6 separate regions of the Mus musculus genome follow, and all the other regions are linked to region 1. The links are chromatin contacts, called in public Hi-C, HiChIP or PLAC-seq and Micro-C maps. All regions are on one chromosome and are shown on one strand. The core of a region is the stretch at or near the end of the contact, and the rest is flanking DNA. Distances in the headings are between cores, read along the strand shown.

Region 1 (2,567 bases), core at 49-2,548:
GAGTCACATCTGGGGCCCTGCCCTTGAGAGCGTTATTTAATCTTTGAGCATTTCCTTCACTGGAAAGTGGAAGTAATAATGTTATTGTGAGGACTCATTGAACTGATAAATGAACATAATCCAAAATAATACTCTGGTGTGTGGTAGCTATGTTGATAATTCACCATGACTTAAAATTTTTATCACTTAGAGTTTGAAGTTTTCTTGTTCCTTTTTGGAGTTCAGTCTGTGGCCTTATCCTAATCTTGTGTGTTGCAAAACTTTTAAAAGTGAATCACAGGGCCACTTGCATTAGTGTTCTGACTGCTTGTCCAAAGGATCATTCCTGGCCAGTTGACCATGAGCTCCGGAAAACACTGGAGTTTTAAGACAATGAGAAGCACCAGATATCTGTTAATGAAATAAATAAACAGAGAGATATCAATCAACATGATGGAAAGAAAATATCAGCAGTAAGTTCAGCTTCAAAGGCCTCTAATCTTACTGGTCAGCAAAAGACTTTCATTGCCCAAATAGCTCTTGTCCAATTGATCCTTTAGTCCATGCCCTCAGACAACAAGACATAACATTTTGGACTTAACACTGTTTAATTAAAACTTCCTATGTTTTAAATCTTTGATTTTTTTGTGTCCTAGTTAAAACTTCAATGCTGAAGTGACTCTCTAGCTAGAGCCAGGTTTTGTCAACCTCTGAAATTCCTGGGAATGTTGGAGCCCAGCTGGGCACATAAGGGTCAGATCTGGCTGTAAGCATCACTTGAGGCCAACCTGAGACAACACTAGTGAAGGCGACTAGGAAACAAATATTGCTACAACTGATTTTTTAAGATGTCAAGAGAATTTAAATTGAGATAAAAATCTCTTTGTTCTTAGCATTCTCAGCATGAGAGGTGGCAGAGATCTTGAATCACAGGGACTATATGAATTGTACACACATATATTTTGCATTTATCCATGCCATTTTGTTTCGTTTTAAGGGCCATTTTAAAAAGTGTCCTTAAATAAAATATTATTTTCCTATAAATATGTCATAACAGCTCATCACAAGAACAGTATCCCTTTAAAAATAAAAGGGAGGGAAGGCACTGTAACGGTGTGGGCAGCACAGTTACAAATTGAATTCGCCTGGAGAGGTTGTTCTCCAGGTCAGAGGAATGTAAGCAACTCATTTCTAGTGAATGAAAAAGAAAGTCAACAGAAAGAGAGAATTCTTCTGCAACATAAAAGGAGAGGTTACAGTGCAAAACCCTGACTCCACCAGCGTCCATGGCATGTCTGGGTGAAGAGTCACACTCCCTGGGTAATTTCCATACCAAACATGCAACATTTTACAAGCCACAGCAAGGCTGGCAAGGGTAAGGCCAACCAACCAAGTGCAGGCCACTTTAAATTCTCCACCAGAAAATAGAGATGAGCACAGCTTCAAACTGAACGCTTTTTAAAAATAGAAAACCGCATATTTTACATTTCTGGTTGAATTAAATAATAAGGGGAGGAGAAACTGTTCACTGTACTGAATAGAATTGACCAGAAGGCAAAACTACAATGGTTTTTTTTGTTTTTGGTTTTTGGTTTTTTTTTTTAAATATCCAGAGCTAAAGTTCTTCCTCGGTCTCAGACTCTGAACTGTGGTGTGATTTTGACATTTTAGGCTTTAATTTCTTTGCTTTTAAATTGCAAAAGAGCTCAGGCCTGTTTTAAACAGTGGCTGTGAGGGTCACATGCTACAGTGACTTGGAAAACCTACTCAGAGCTAGTTATGCTCCAATACTTGCGCCAGCTTGGACACACAGGCTGTCACTTTTACTGGGATAAGTAACCCACGCTTATGACAATGATAATAACAGCAACAATAATAGTGAAAATATGGGAAATTAGGTTCTGTGGCGCTGGCAGAGAACTTAAAGCCAATATGGAAACCGAGGAATGTGTGAGTATTGCCAATTAAGCAGTAGGGAGTGTTTGATATCTGCTTGCTGGATATATCTTAAAGGAGATGGCACTTTGAGGCAAGTCTCATGTCAAGGAGAGGCTTCTGTGCCAGCAATAAATTAGAGTGCCATTACGCATTCAGATGCTAGAGCCAAAGACAACACATTTATCTGACTTCTTGTGTTAGGAATTAGGCTCGCGTGTTAACTCCTTTTTCTCCAAGGACTACAACACACCCAGTATGAAAATTTACATTTACACAGATGATACTGTGACAATAAGGGACCGGATGATGTTATTTTTCATTTACTGTTGGGTAAAGGAGGATCCAAAAAGCTAAACTTCTTTTTTTTTTTTTCTTCACAAATTCATACAACTGAACTGAATGCCCATTCTCTTAAGAGCCTTTCAGCTCTGCCCCTGTAAACCCACCTCCTTCACCTAGGCTTGAATGCACAGTAGCTGAGCTTCCTCCTCATTTCCTTTTCAAGAGTAATAATTCATACATTTAAACCAGACCCATGCTCTATTCTATCTCTGTCTCCCTGGGTGTGGGTTAGGGTGTTTTTCTTTTAGACTTCTAAGCAAATGTGTTGCAGGTGTGAGACGCATGCTGCGCAGTCCACTAGGCAGAGC
Region 2 (2,567 bases), core at 31-2,530, 430 kb after region 1:
TTATATTTAGGAATATGTAAACATCTCTCTATGTGTGTGTGCATATGCATGGAATAAAAATTAGTGAAAAAAGAGGTCACGAATTTGAAAAAGAGAAGGCAGGGTATATGGGAGAATTTAGAAGGAGGAAAGGTAAAGGAGAAATGTAATTATATTGTAATCTCAAAAATTAAAAAAAATCTTCAGACTCCACATAGCATGGAAAAATTCTCAAAGCTTTATGCTAACAAAAGTCAGATTCCAAAAGACTAATAATAAAAAGAAAAAGGAAAGGTACCCTGACTGTAAACAACTGGAAGATAGATCAGGTGCTTAGACTGTGTTATTTTCCTCTCTGGGCCTACATACAGTGTCTGCTGCAGACTTGGTGTTTAATAAATACTTGATTAATTTAACTCAGCAAGCATATGTGTGTTGGCCACCATCTAAGGAGCCTGCCATTTGCTGGGCTTCTAATAAATCCCACTGGCTCTGATGAATGTTTTACACATGAGTTCTCTAATCTTCAAAACAAACAAATAAACAAAACCCAGGGAAGGAGATATTTAATGTTACCAGTGTTCGGAGGAGGAGGAGCAGGAACTTGAGTATGGGAAAATCCCTTGCTAGGGCTCATCAGCTAGTAATCCCCCCGGATGTGATTATGAACCCAGGTCTGACTTAAAGTCAGTATTCACATCTGCTTCCTGTTATCGTCCATGACTGCTCCAAGTGTCATTTAGAAAGGCTTGCCTCTGACACGCCAAACTCATGGTCACATATTTAAAAACCTGAAACCACCTCATCATGTAGGGAACGATGGCTCTCATCCCCACCTCTGCCTTGACGTTCCTTAAGCTTTATGCTGACTGACTGAGCTGTTCATAGCAACCATATCTTTTCAGTCGAGTTTCCCGAGGCTTTGCATATCTGTGGTTTTCAGATCTCATGGGCTCCATCCAAGAAGCATATATTCTAATCATTTCCCAGGGATCATGAGAGTCAGTAATGCAGTTTTGTTTTGTTTTGCTTTTTTCTTTTGGAGTTGAACGTTATCCTATCAGGTTGGATGAACTTGGCAGTAGAGAGAAACCACACATCTATCCCAGGCTTTCCTCATCTGATGATTCAAATAGAAGTGTAATAAAATCTTCCCCCAAGCTTGCCTAATTTATTCCCATTTCAAAATTTCCAGAAATCAGTTGAAAAATTCCTGTGGGAAAAGCATATGCGATATGGTACAGGGTGACACAACAAAAGCCAGAGTGGAGGGAGGGAGGAGTGTAAGGTTGGGAAGGAGTGCCAACACATGCTCAGTTGCACAGTGAGCAGTGACTGAGCATCTAAGAACACTAGCACTGAGTCCCTGCTAAAAGGATGTGCTCCAAGATGGAGCTGAATGCTATGCCCTGGAGGCTGGCATCAGTGGCTATGACACAGCTCAGTTTTGGCAGACTAATGATTCATGAGCAAACTACAAATACTAACTCTGCCTTCGAATAGCTCTAATTGATCAGCCTCTCATTTACTGCTTGATAATATCAATAATTTCTCCATCCATAGCCACAGTACACTATCATGAGAAGTCAGACATATCTCTGCCCAGACAACATTACATATTTGAATTTAGTATACACACACACACACACACACACACACACACACACACACACTATATGGGAATGGAGAGGAAGTGGGAAAGGGAAGGGGATTGGGAGGGAGGGAGAGATGTGTATGCATGGAGGGTAAGTGGAGAAGAAATGAATGTGAATTTATGAGTTGAAAGGACTAAGAACAACGGCAAAAGTCTTAGCCTGTGGTGGTGAGTGTCTACTATATTCCAAGAATTAGACTAAGGAGCTTTAGACTTACCTCATAAAGACCCTTTGAAAGGAATATATTTCATTTATTTTACAAATGAAAAATGTGAGTCTCAGAAAATTCATGTTCTTGGGTTGCAGAGCTGAAAAATCATAGAAAGAATTCCTCCTGACTCCAAAATGTCTGCTTTCTGTGTTAATGCAGTTTGTCTTAAAAATCACACTAGAGAATCTGGACCTGAAAAAGTACATTCTTCAAAGGCAACAGATCGAGGTATGCACACAAGAAGCTGGAGACTTAACAGGACCTGGACATATACCTGGATGAGATATGTTAGCTATTCCATTTCCTGGCATTTCACTAAATAAGTTTATAACCAGTGGCATGTCACCTGGCCCCAAAGACCGTAGTTACAACATCTATACTATTTTCAGAGGGTGAATTTGAAACTGTTAAGGATCTCAGGATATTTGTATGTCTAAATCTTACCGAATCCCCATCTCAGGGATCTCTGGATAAAGAAATAACTGAGCAAGCCTAAGCAAGAGCCATATACTAGCTCTTCAGTCCTTCTTGGCTAAGTCATATGAGAACATCCTGATGTTGACCACTGCTTTGGGAAAGGTTTTCAGACTTTGTCTTCCATGATTGGCTCTTCATAGCATAGTGCAAGCTAACCTAAATACACAGCTGCATGGAGAATAATCAATCTATCCAGCCACACAGGGGCGGGACACTACATAGTCCAGCATGGGGGCCACATTTCT
Region 3 (2,567 bases), core at 46-2,545, 350 kb after region 1:
TACTTCAATCTTTAGCAAACGGTTTCTCTTTTCCAGGTCTCCCCTTCAGAAACCCCCTATCTCCTCCCCCCTCCCCTGCCTCTATGAGGGTGCTCCCCCACCCACCCTTGCCTTCCTGCCCTGGTATCCTCCTACACAGAGCCTGACAAACAGAGGTGGATGCTCACAGCCAACCATTGGACTGAGTGTGGCGTCCCCGGTTGGAGGAGATGGAGAAGGGACTGAAGAAGCTGAGGGGGTTTGCAGCCCCATGGTGGGGGAGCAATAGTGTCAACTGGCCAGGCCCCTGGAGCTGCCAGGAACTGGGCCACCAACCAGAGAGTACACATGGAAGGACCTATGGCTCTGTCCACATATGTGGCAGAGGGCTTTCCTATCTTTAAGGACATTTCCCTGCAAGATAACAATTACTGATGACTTTTCATTCAACTATCTTTATACCAATATAGTTGCTTAGTTTTATTAGGAAAGGTATCAATTGACATAGTTAGCAGGTCACACTGATGTCCGAGGATCTCACTACTGCTTTTCTTTACCTTTATATGCATATAAACAAAGTATCATTCACTAGAGATAGGACTATGGTTAAATTTAGTATTTCGGGAAAACATTTAGATTCTTGTCTAATGACGAAAGTCAAAATCAAACTGGAGAGAAAGCTCAGCAGGTAAGAGTGCGTGCTGCTCTTGCACAGGACCTGAGTTCAGTTCCCAGCACCTACACTGGGCAGTTTACAATTGCCCATCCCTGCAGTTCCAGAGGATCTGTCCCCTCCAGCCTCTGAGGGTACCTGCATTCATGTGTACATAAACACACACAGACACACGCGCACACACACACACACACACACACACACACCACCACCACCACCACCACCACCACCACCACCACCACCACCAATAATAATGATTTTTAAAAAGTAATTTTTTTTCAAAGAGGAAAATTCTAAATATGTTAAATTTTTTAAAAAAAAGTAGGAATCATAAGTTTAAAATGTAGGAGGAGACATTGAAAATTAGAGACTAGAAAAGACTTTAGAAGGTTAAAGACAATGAAATGTCCCTACTGTCCGGAGCACAGGCATGCTGGGGTGTTGCGCATGCTTTTGTGACCCAGGATGAATGGTAATAATAAGACATGCCCAGACGGCAGTGCCATAGCTCGTGTGCAAAAAAGACTGCGTTCTCTTTAAAACTTTCAAAGTCTCCTGCCTCCGTTTCTTTATACCCAGCAAAGCACATTGCCAGATTTTTTTTTCCTGCTAAGATTTATTCCCAATTTAAATCTTGGAAACCGCACACAGGCATAATTATTTTGGTCAATCAAGGAGAAAGCTTATTCTGTTTCAAAACAAGTCATGCAAGGGAAGATTTAAGGAATTTCATTTTAGCCTGAAGAAGTGAAATTCAAACTTCCTCTAAAGGACACTTGGGGGAAATGTTTAGAGAAAGTCATGGTGTTGGCTACACTCTTTCTGAGTGACTTATTCTGATGTCAGGTATGCGGTGAGGCTTAGTAAGAGCCCCGTCTTTGGTCCAGCCTAGGTTCTCACAGTGTCAAATAACAAGCTGGCCATACTTGACTTTTATTTTCTTTGAAGTGTTTACATTGTATCGCACTGTTGGCTTGGTTACCGTTATTCAATGTACACTTTAAAGATTTATCTGCGGGTAGGCACAGAAGTCAACAGAGAATATTTTTTCTTTGTTTTTCAGTTTTTTGGTCAGAAGATTTAGTACATGTTAGGTTCCAAGAGAAACAAAAGGAGATCTAAGCTCATGGCTAGAGTCACTGCTACAGAATTCAATCCCCGTGTGTCATCTCTGACTGTAATTTTTAAATTAGCGCTCATGTGATGTCACACAACGTGAGTGCTTCTGCCAAGCAAAGCAAAAGAGAGATAATGTCACAGTGGGCCAGTCTGCCAATCATCCAAATGAGCCTTGAGCAGGGAAAAAAAAAAAAAAAGCTCTGGGTGGGAAAAGCCACTATTAGATCCCAAGATATTGATCAATTCTGTCACATCTGTCTCATTTCTTGTATCTTCATCTTATTTGAAGATGACAACTTGGCTATGTTTGTCAACACAATCTGAAATTAGGTTATAGAATAAAACCAGAGCCTACAGCAATGCCTCAGTAGACAAAGCACTTGCCTTGGAAGCATGAAGACTGGATCCCCCTGACCGCACAGGCATGGTGGTTCTCTGTACAGGGGAAGTAGAGACAGGATCCTTGGGCAAGCTGGCTATCTGTACTACTCAGAACTGGTAATTCCTGGGTTTAGTGTGAGATCCCAATTCAGTGAATAAAGTGGATAGCAATTCAAAGTTTTTAACAGTAACTTTGAACTTTTTCACATGTCCTACCCTCACTCTCATGGGCAGGGTGGGAGAACCAAACCAAACCGCACCAAGTCACATTGGCCAAGAAAAAGCCTTAGCAATATCTCAGAATTACATAGAGAAGCAGACACAAATATCACAGGAGGGTGACTATGGCAGAGGTGTCAAGGAAAGTAAATGGGTAAATTACAAATTTGATTTGGAGAGCAAAATAGTTTAAGAG
Region 4 (2,567 bases), core at 23-2,522, 310 kb after region 1:
GGTCAGGAGTGCCAATTGTAGAGGGAGGGCTGGACTTGCATAGTGGCAAGGGAAAGAGGCTGATTCCTCTTGTACAGTGCCCCTCCCCTCTGGTGGTCTTGGTCATGGTGCTGCTGACATCTGCTCAACGCATTTGGCTCATTTCTCCCTTTCACACTTTCAAAAATAGATCTTCGTCCCTCCCAAGATGTTGTTTACACGAGGGGCTTCATAACGGATTCTAACGGAAGACACTGAAAAGGTAACTTGTCAGATGGGCAGGAGGGTGGCTTCTGGGGTAGGGCTTAAGGGTGAATTAGGGTTTTCGTTCTTGTTTTTTTGTTGTTTTTTTAAAGAAACTGAGGAAAGGCATCCTAGAAATGTAAGCAGTGGAGGTCTCCATATGGGGAATTAGAAGTCAAGAATGTAAAAAAGCCTGCCCAACTGAGGGAGTGTAAGAGTTGGTAAAACAGCCTCCCTCAGACACAGCTACATTCAGGGATCACTGGGCTGAGCCTATGAAGACTCTGATCCAGTAAGTCTAGAGTGGAGTTGGAATTCTGCATCTCTCGGTTGCTCCACTGAAGTCATTCTCATGGGGATCCCATTTACAAACTTTGACTGGGGTGACTTCAGATATCAGAGTATGAGCCAGGGGTCTGACTATGTTATTATCCTGATTCTGTGGTTTCTCAGGCCAGTACCATAGTTGATTTATCTTGTAACTTAATATTTTAAAATAGAGCTAGGTATACCTTGCCTATTGTATGCCTCACAAGGGAGTTTGGAACCCAGGGATAAACAATGTAGTATGTATACTCAATACTGAGATCAGAGAAATGCAAAAGATCTGGTGGCAGTAGAGAGATATTTCTAGAAAGAAAAGTTAAACATTATAGAGGGATGGAACAGAACAAGCGATAGGAACCAAAGCCTTACCAATGAGAAGTGGTCCCATGTGTCCACTTCAAGAAAGCCAAGGCTACATTTTAAAACTCAGCTTCTGCATTTCAAGTAGAAGCAAGACATGATGATTTAAGTTGCACAGGCATGCCTCCAAAGGCTTCATGGAATCTCTCTTTAGAAGTAAGTTTTCCTAGGATGACTGAAAATTTTCTTAGATGACACACACATACCTCTATTGCTCTTGCCTTGACAAGACGACAAACCAAAGAGATGGCCTCTGACCTCTGTATTTCAGAATCCAGAAAACAGTGAAGCAGAGCCTGTGAGAGGCAGTCCTGAGGGGGTGGAAACCTGGATTCTAAGGACCATGCCCATGCTTCTCAGGCTGCCACAATCATGAGGATGCTTTAAGCTGCTTGTCATCCACAATCACGATGATGCCTTAAGCTGCTTGTCATCATTTATTCGAAAAGGCTGAACAAAAAATAGCATTAAAGATTGAGTCAGGCACTACGTTTTTCTCCCCAGTTGTTTTGTGATTTACAGGACTGACCCTATGGGTGATTAGAAAGCAAACCATTGAGAGTATTTGCTGTACTTCCTTGGTATTGGCGATCTTTCAGAGAAAGTTGAATTGGTCTTAAATGACTTGTCTCCGGAGGAAACAATCATCTAATCCTGCTGGTAGGGTTAGCACTCTGCTGGGTTGCATCTGCTTGGAATCTCCAAATAAGGAAGAGGGAGAACTTCATGCTTCCAGAAACGTGTCAGCTCTGCGAAGTCCCACTGCAGACTTGATGAGTCAGCAGATGGAAGACAAGCCTTTCGTTCACATCCCTAATGTGTCCATATGCTTTGTTTGGCAATGCAGCTTCTTGGTTACAAAGACCTTTGTTAAAAATTCAATAGAAATGGTACATTAGCCAATCTTTTAAACCTCAGTCCCAGGACTCAGCTCAGATGAGTTCCTGCATACAGGACTTGGATGTCTGTCTGTTCACCGGGCTCTTGGTGGTTGTCCTGTGTTTAGCTAATACACTTCACTAAGTACCTCTCTCTCTCTCTCTCTCTCTCTCTCTCTCTCTCTCTCTCTCTCTCTCTCTGTCTGTCTCTACTCTAGGAAGTTTCCTCTCACCCTCAACTCTAGGAAGTTTCATTCTGTGAAGCAACAAATAGTAATTTTACATTGACTGAATTGGCCCATGAATTGGTTGAAATCAATTAGTTACCTTTGTGGATGTCCTTCTGGTGGGAAGAGATTTTAGGATTCTTTTGTTTCCTAAAGCAGAAGTTTCCATGACCTAGAAAACAGGTGGTCATGAACAGTCTCTTGGATTGGCAGTCGTCCAAAGCTCTCCTGCATCTGTTGTCACTTAAGCAAGCAAGTCTTCCATATCCCAATGCCATGTTTAAAGCATGACTAAGCAACTCTTTAGACACCCAGTTAGTTACCCAGTAACACACCAGTAGTTAATTCTCTCTTTTCTGACTGGTAATGAGTCTTGTTTGTCATGGGTATGTCAAAAAGCTGCTGCTGGCTTGCCTATATTGCACATTTAGCTTGAGCTGTAAAGGTAGACCCATGCCAAACACCTGGAAGGAGGTATATAAAATGTCACTGAAAGTCTGACTTATGGGGCCATCTTAAATATTTATTAAGAGGTAGAGAATAGAGATGATGT
Region 5 (2,567 bases), core at 36-2,535, 290 kb after region 1:
CTCAAATTTTAATGGAAGGGTTTTTTTCTTTGTGTGATTTGTCTACAATGTCTCCATTAACTTCCATTTTTTTCCATGCTTGAATTGTACAATGATTTAAGATCTCATTGATGTGGTGTTTGGTCATGCCAACCAATGCAATGTGCCAGTTGGCTTCACTTGGAACTCTACATACTCTGCCTTGCTTTATTTAAATTTCAAACGTCTGAAATACCTATTTAAATGTTCCTTTGTTTTGAAGCTAAGTCCAGCTGGCAGTGACATGTGAACCATTATCTGGGAACTCCCACCAGCAACTAATATGTCAAAGTGAGTTACCAGATATAGTTAGTATCCGACCAGGTAATGATGATAGGACTCAGCAGCTTTAGTGGGCTATGCAGACAGTTCAAATAAGTAAATCTTTCACAATGCAGCAGTCTGGGCCTTTCCACCATGGACAGTTGGATGTGCCTGGAGTTCTTAAATTTATAGCACTGTTGTTATTAGTTCAGCTGTGGATTTTCTGACCTTGTGTGTGTGTGTGTGTGTGTGTGTGTGTGTGTGTGACACGCTGCTGACTCCACTTACTGTTGTTGCTCTTATGTCTACCATTTATGCTTGGATCACCCATTGGGGCACTCAGAGATTAAGATCTCATAATGCTCTTGCAAGGAAACCAAGTTATTTTCCAACCAACATTGAAGACCTCATAGCCATCTGCAATTCAAGCTTCAAGGAGGATCTTCTAACACACCCCTGAACTCTACAGGTGCCTGCACTCATGTGCACAAACCCATTCACACACATAACACATAATTTAAAAATAGTTTAAAAAAAAAGAATCATTCCTTACTTGGGTGGTAGTGGTTCATTCCTTTAATCCCAGCATTTGGGAGGCAGAAGCAGGTGTTCTGAGTTCAGTTTAAGCCCAGCCTAGTCTACAGAGGGAGTTTCAGGACAGACAGAGCCACATTGAGAGACCCTGTCTCAAAATTTAAAAAAAAATTAAAACTTTTTAAAAGTCTTCCTTAAAAGAAATTGAAAAGTCAGAAAGTTTTCATGAGATACTGAAGCAGAGAAAAAGCCCACGGATCTGGAAAGAAAAGTGTGTGACATGGGAGGCATACTGAAAACCGACGCTGAGGGAGTACCCCAGGGGACACTGAAATAGTGACATCCTCTTCTAATCAATAAAGCCTTTTTAATGGACATCCTCTACCGTGGCTTCTTGGGATAGCATGACTTCCTTCTACTGGCTTTCAGATGCTAGGGTGTGGACATGTGGTCATGATGTGAGTCACAGTGACACACAGGTCTCTCACATAGTCTCCACCCCAGAACATCTACTAACAAGGACTTCCTTAGGGTGCTTAAAACCAGGGCACATGACTCAATGGAATAAGATTGTCCAACATGGAGTTTAGGGGGAGTTTTGCTCAAATATAACTTTCTTTTTCTCTTATACCCTCAGTACATCAACTTCCTTGTTAGTTAAGACATTTGAAAATCCCTGGGGAAGGGATTCTCCATCTAGTTAAGGTTCATCATCTAGTTAAGGTTAGAAGTGGTTGGTAGGCAGTCATGTTCCTGTATGTTAGAGAGGCAATTATCTAAGCTTTCGCCAGAGCTTTCTTTGCCAGGGAAAGGTAATAGCAAACACAGTGCCTAGGGATGACTGACTTAAAACAATCGGAAGTACACATGACTTTTAGAACACAGAAAGAGCTGTACTGAGCCATCTTTCAAGATTTCCTTTGCCTTCTTCACAAGACCAAACTGGTCAATAATTCCGTAGTGCCCCTACTATCAGAGTCTAACATTTATTAAAGGCTACTAGGACTGTGGTATTACATTTACTTCATCTGCCTTCAAGAGTTCCATTTCTGATGGAAAGCCACTGAGTGAAAAGGTACATCAAAGATCTGAAGACATTTATAAGGTTCACTACAGTGAAAGACTTGCCATGTTTGGTAGCTAAGTGTGAAGTGGGTAGGTCATAAAGAGCATTTTCACTAACCAGTTTAATGTATACCTTTAGGTATTCTAAGAACAGTTCCTAAACTGTACTGGGTACTATTTCTAGATGCCACAATATCACACTTAACAAGTCAGACAAAGTCCATCCAGACTTTTTCCTTGCCTTCCAGACATAACAGTCTACTATGCCAACCATGAATATAAGATGTTACAGATTGCCATAAGGGGGTCACAAGGTTATAACATGGGTTAAAACTCTGGGAGTTGGGTAAACAATGCTTGGTGGAGGAGGTTCATGCGAAGAGAAAGCAGGAAGATAAGACTTCCAAGAGGAGAAGGCACCACTGACGTAAAGTGTATGGATAAGAGTAAGGCCAAGGATGTTTTGTTAGGCCACAACAGACACAATTGAAGTATGAAAATGAAGATGGTGGTCATCATTGGTGCTACGACTAGGGTGGAGAGAATGGAGAGAAAGTGGTGCTAAAACTGAGGAAGGATGTTGAGATTCCAACCTTAGAGAATGAAGCTCATGAAGGTTGTGTCTCTACCCTAGCACATGATACCTCAGGCCTCCTCCCTTGCCTACCGCTGGCTCTGGTGGCCAT
Region 6 (2,567 bases), core at 22-2,521, 270 kb after region 1:
AACTGAAATTCCCCAAGAAGTTACTTATTTCCTGGTTCTGAGCCCCTCCTCTTTAAGGGGTGTGTGTTAGTGGAATCGAAGGTCATAGATTAGTCAGATCATTTCTCCCAACAATGAAACTGAAATCATACTTCAGAAGGGCTGAAACCAGAAACGTTTGCCTAGCAGTAGTCATTCCAATCGCAAATATTTGTTGTGGTAAGTCCCACCTAAGCAATTTGGACAACAGTGAAGGAGTATCTGGCACATCCTCTTGCCCAAGGGACAAACTGAGTACAATACCTAAGTAGCCTGCCTTTAATATGTTCAATCCCAACATCACTGATGCTTCATCCTGCTTGCCTTTTCCCTACCATGCAATGGTGTCTCAAGACTTCTGCTAGACCAGTGGTTCTCAGCTTGTAAGCTGTGACCCCTATGGGGATCACACATTGATTATCCTACATATTAAATAATATTTCTGTTATGATTAATAACAGTAAAGAAATTGTAGTTATGAAGTAGCTACAAAATAATTTTATGGTCAGAGATCACTACAACATGAGGAACTGTACAGCGTTTGGAAGGTTTGGAAGGTTGAGAACTACAGAGCTAGACACAGCTCAAAGCTTCCATACTTCCTCCATTTTCTTCTTGTCTTCATTCCAAATGCCTGTGTAAACATCCATTTTTTTCCCCCAGGGCACGCATGCTGTCTCATAGAAGGCTTGATCAAATTTTTCTAGGATACTTTCTATGAGCCTGATATAATTTCAAACCATGTCAATTTCAAATCTGTAAGACGCCATTAATTTGGAATCACCAGAAGAAACTGTAGCTTTTGCAGAATATTTTCTACTCCAGATTTCTTAAGCACTCAGATTCTTAGAATATCTCGAAAAAGAAGCAAGACTATCTCTGTCTCTCTTCTGTCTCAGCATTCTGAATCTTCTCACATGCTTTAAAATGTATTCACTGCTCAGCACAGGAAATTTAATCTACATTTTGCCTAAGGCTGAAAGATCAGCTTTTTCATAAGGTCTTGCTTATTTGAGGTTCATGTCTTCAAACTCTGAGCCTCCCCAGATGTCTTCATTAATGAAAAAAATAAAAGTGGAAATTGGGTCAGGATAAGCTAGTTTACACCTATGGGGCTGGACCAATCAACCAGGTTCATTTCCTGATACAGGAAGAAAGGGGATGATGTGACATGGCTCAAGCCTGCACCCTGAGTTTGAGATGCAATGTCAAAAAGGTGACTTCAGCTTGCATCAGCAGCTGGCTAGGGCCAGCAGGTTGACTGGAAGCTAGCCCTTCCGTAAGACGAACTCAGAGGATATGAGTCATGGAGGAAAGTGCCTTGAGCCAATCTCATTAGTTTGAAAAGTATTCATTTGGATAGATAGAGAATAAAGAGTTGGCATTTGGAGTCACACCATTTACATTTCAGTTCCACTTTCATTTCTGCCTAAGGGTGCCACTGATGGCCTCTGCATATTAAGAAAATGAAAAATGTTCATGCTTGGTTGAGTTTGTTTAAGCCAAAAAGTCTATGTATAGTTTGAGGTCTAGTGGAAATTTCCATATAAATAACAAACTGTTATAGGCTTGGAGGGCAACCCTTTGATATTTACCAGAGAATCAGAAGGAAGGCTTTTGGGAGGAGGTGATATCTGATTGGTACTTGGAGTGTAGTGCCATATTCTTTTCCTTTTACAAGTCCAAACATTGTGCATTAAGACTAACGTAAACAGCAAACAAGCAGATTCAGTTGGTGAGGTACCTGTTCAATCCTACGAGACCTCGAGGACTGAGTGGAGTCTCATGGATGCCCTTGGTAGCAGTTGACATTGTGCCTTTGCCTGCTAGGTTTCTGCTCTGGCTCTTTTCACTGGTGTTCAACTCACACACGATTTGCAGTGAGGCTGGAGAGATGACTTAGCAGTTAGAACTGCTCGGTACTCTTCCAGGGGATTTGAATTCTGTCCCTAGCACCTACAAGGGGCAGCCTACCAGTGACTGGAACTCCATATTCAAAAGGCTCTGATGCTTCTGGCCACCATGAATATCTGCACACACACACACACACACACACACACAGAGAGAGAGAGAGAGAGAGAGAGAGAGAGAGAGAGAGAGAGAGAGAGAGAGAATTTAAAAACAGAAATCTTTTTAAAAGACTGAAAAATCAATAAATATTGGCATGTTTTTCATTAAAAATGCAAAAACATTATCACAACCTATGTCTTATGTTCTTTTCCTCCTCCTCTTCCTTCTCTTCTTCTTTCTTTTTTATAATTTAGAGAGTAGGGAATGATAGCTTGGGAAAAAACCTTTGGGCCCTAGGGACCAGAAACCTAAGAAAGCAAAAATAGGCAGCTCTGTTTTACAGCTCATCCTTTCTTTAAAAGGAGTCGTGGTGGCTTGAGGAGGAGAGGGAGCAGGAAGGGAGAAGGAACTGTGAGGAAAAAGATTTCTCCTGTGGTTTCAGCAAGGTCAAAAGTCTGAGAGTACTACAGTGCCTCAGGGAATGGGCTAGGAAAGATGGCTGGCTAAGGCTAGCCACTTCTGACACTTACTTGAATTCT

The links. HiChIP or PLAC-seq counts read pairs in DNA pulled down with a chosen protein or histone mark. Hi-C and Micro-C count contacts between places; a contact is called where the count stands out from the background.
Region 2: a Hi-C map of the C2C12 cell line shows a contact between it and region 1, with 3 times the contacts expected there. The contact joins two enhancer-like sites. A contact is called at or near these places in 1 of 39 promoter capture datasets (the 3T3-L1 cell line) and 1 of 484 Hi-C or Micro-C datasets (the C2C12 cell line).
Region 3: a Hi-C map of embryonic fibroblasts shows a contact between it and region 1, with 5 times the contacts expected there. The contact joins two enhancer-like sites. A contact is called at or near these places in 2 of 484 Hi-C or Micro-C datasets (the C2C12 cell line and embryonic fibroblasts).
Region 4: a CTCF HiChIP or PLAC-seq map of the NIH/3T3 cell line shows a contact between it and region 1, with 6 read pairs. The contact joins two enhancer-like sites. A contact is called at or near these places in 1 of 15 datasets of contacts at CTCF or cohesin (the NIH/3T3 cell line), 1 of 484 Hi-C or Micro-C datasets (the AtT-20 cell line) and 2 of 115 datasets of contacts at active chromatin or transcription factors (cardiomyocytes and fibro-adipogenic progenitors).
Region 5: a Micro-C map of muscle stem cells shows a contact between it and region 1, with 5 times the contacts expected there. The contact joins two enhancer-like sites. A contact is called at or near these places in 1 of 39 promoter capture datasets (the HPC-7 cell line), 2 of 484 Hi-C or Micro-C datasets (the AtT-20 cell line and muscle stem cells), 3 of 115 datasets of contacts at active chromatin or transcription factors (cardiomyocytes, fibro-adipogenic progenitors and vascular smooth muscle cells) and 1 of 9 other capture datasets (liver).
Region 6: a contact with region 1 is called in an H3K27ac HiChIP or PLAC-seq map of embryonic fibroblasts, with 4 times the contacts expected there. The contact joins two enhancer-like sites. A contact is called at or near these places in 1 of 15 datasets of contacts at CTCF or cohesin (the NIH/3T3 cell line), 3 of 484 Hi-C or Micro-C datasets (the C2C12 cell line, adipose-derived mesenchymal stem cells and muscle stem cells), 6 of 115 datasets of contacts at active chromatin or transcription factors (craniofacial prominence, embryonic fibroblasts, embryonic limb bud and 3 more) and 1 of 9 other capture datasets (liver).

Annotation. Positions count from the first base shown.
Region 1 is chr1:163,559,927-163,562,493 of GRCm38.p6, reverse strand. All of the region lies in intron 1 of Gm32333 (a long non-coding RNA gene), which reads left to right. Among named protein-coding and RNA genes, the nearest start is that of Gm39689, 18 kb to the left of the region's middle. Within about 2 kb of position 1,298, at least 61 of the 459 cell types and tissues checked have an H3K27ac peak or open chromatin away from gene starts, as enhancers often do. A contact at or near this core is called in the C2C12 cell line, the NIH/3T3 cell line, embryonic fibroblasts and 1 more, where this site is marked.
Region 2 is chr1:163,125,039-163,127,605 of GRCm38.p6, reverse strand. No RefSeq gene overlaps it. Among named protein-coding and RNA genes, the nearest start is that of Gm22434, 8.1 kb to the right of the region's middle. Within about 2 kb of position 1,280, at least 40 of the 459 cell types and tissues checked have an H3K27ac peak or open chromatin away from gene starts, as enhancers often do. A contact at or near this core is called in the C2C12 cell line, where this site is marked.
Region 3 is chr1:163,208,374-163,210,940 of GRCm38.p6, reverse strand. No RefSeq gene overlaps it. Among named protein-coding and RNA genes, the nearest start is that of Gm20471, 70 kb to the left of the region's middle. Within about 2 kb of position 1,295, at least 28 of the 459 cell types and tissues checked have an H3K27ac peak or open chromatin away from gene starts, as enhancers often do. A contact at or near this core is called in the C2C12 cell line and embryonic fibroblasts, where this site is marked.
Region 4 is chr1:163,251,651-163,254,217 of GRCm38.p6, reverse strand. All of the region lies in intron 3 of Prrx1 (paired related homeobox 1), which reads left to right. Among named protein-coding and RNA genes, the nearest start is that of Gm20471, 27 kb to the left of the region's middle. Within about 2 kb of position 1,272, at least 29 of the 459 cell types and tissues checked have an H3K27ac peak or open chromatin away from gene starts, as enhancers often do. A contact at or near this core is called in the NIH/3T3 cell line, where this site is marked.
Region 5 is chr1:163,272,074-163,274,640 of GRCm38.p6, reverse strand. All of the region lies in intron 1 of Prrx1 (paired related homeobox 1), which reads left to right. Among named protein-coding and RNA genes, the nearest start is that of Gm20471, 6.7 kb to the left of the region's middle. Within about 2 kb of position 1,285, at least 23 of the 459 cell types and tissues checked have an H3K27ac peak or open chromatin away from gene starts, as enhancers often do. A contact at or near this core is called in muscle stem cells, where this site is marked.
Region 6 is chr1:163,290,890-163,293,456 of GRCm38.p6, reverse strand. The region is part of intron 1 of Prrx1 (paired related homeobox 1); the gene reads left to right. The region is part of intron 2 of Gm20471 (a long non-coding RNA gene); the gene reads right to left. Among named protein-coding and RNA genes, the nearest start is that of Gm20471, 12 kb to the right of the region's middle. Within about 2 kb of position 1,271, at least 50 of the 459 cell types and tissues checked have an H3K27ac peak or open chromatin away from gene starts, as enhancers often do. A contact at or near this core is called in the C2C12 cell line, the NIH/3T3 cell line and embryonic fibroblasts, where this site is marked.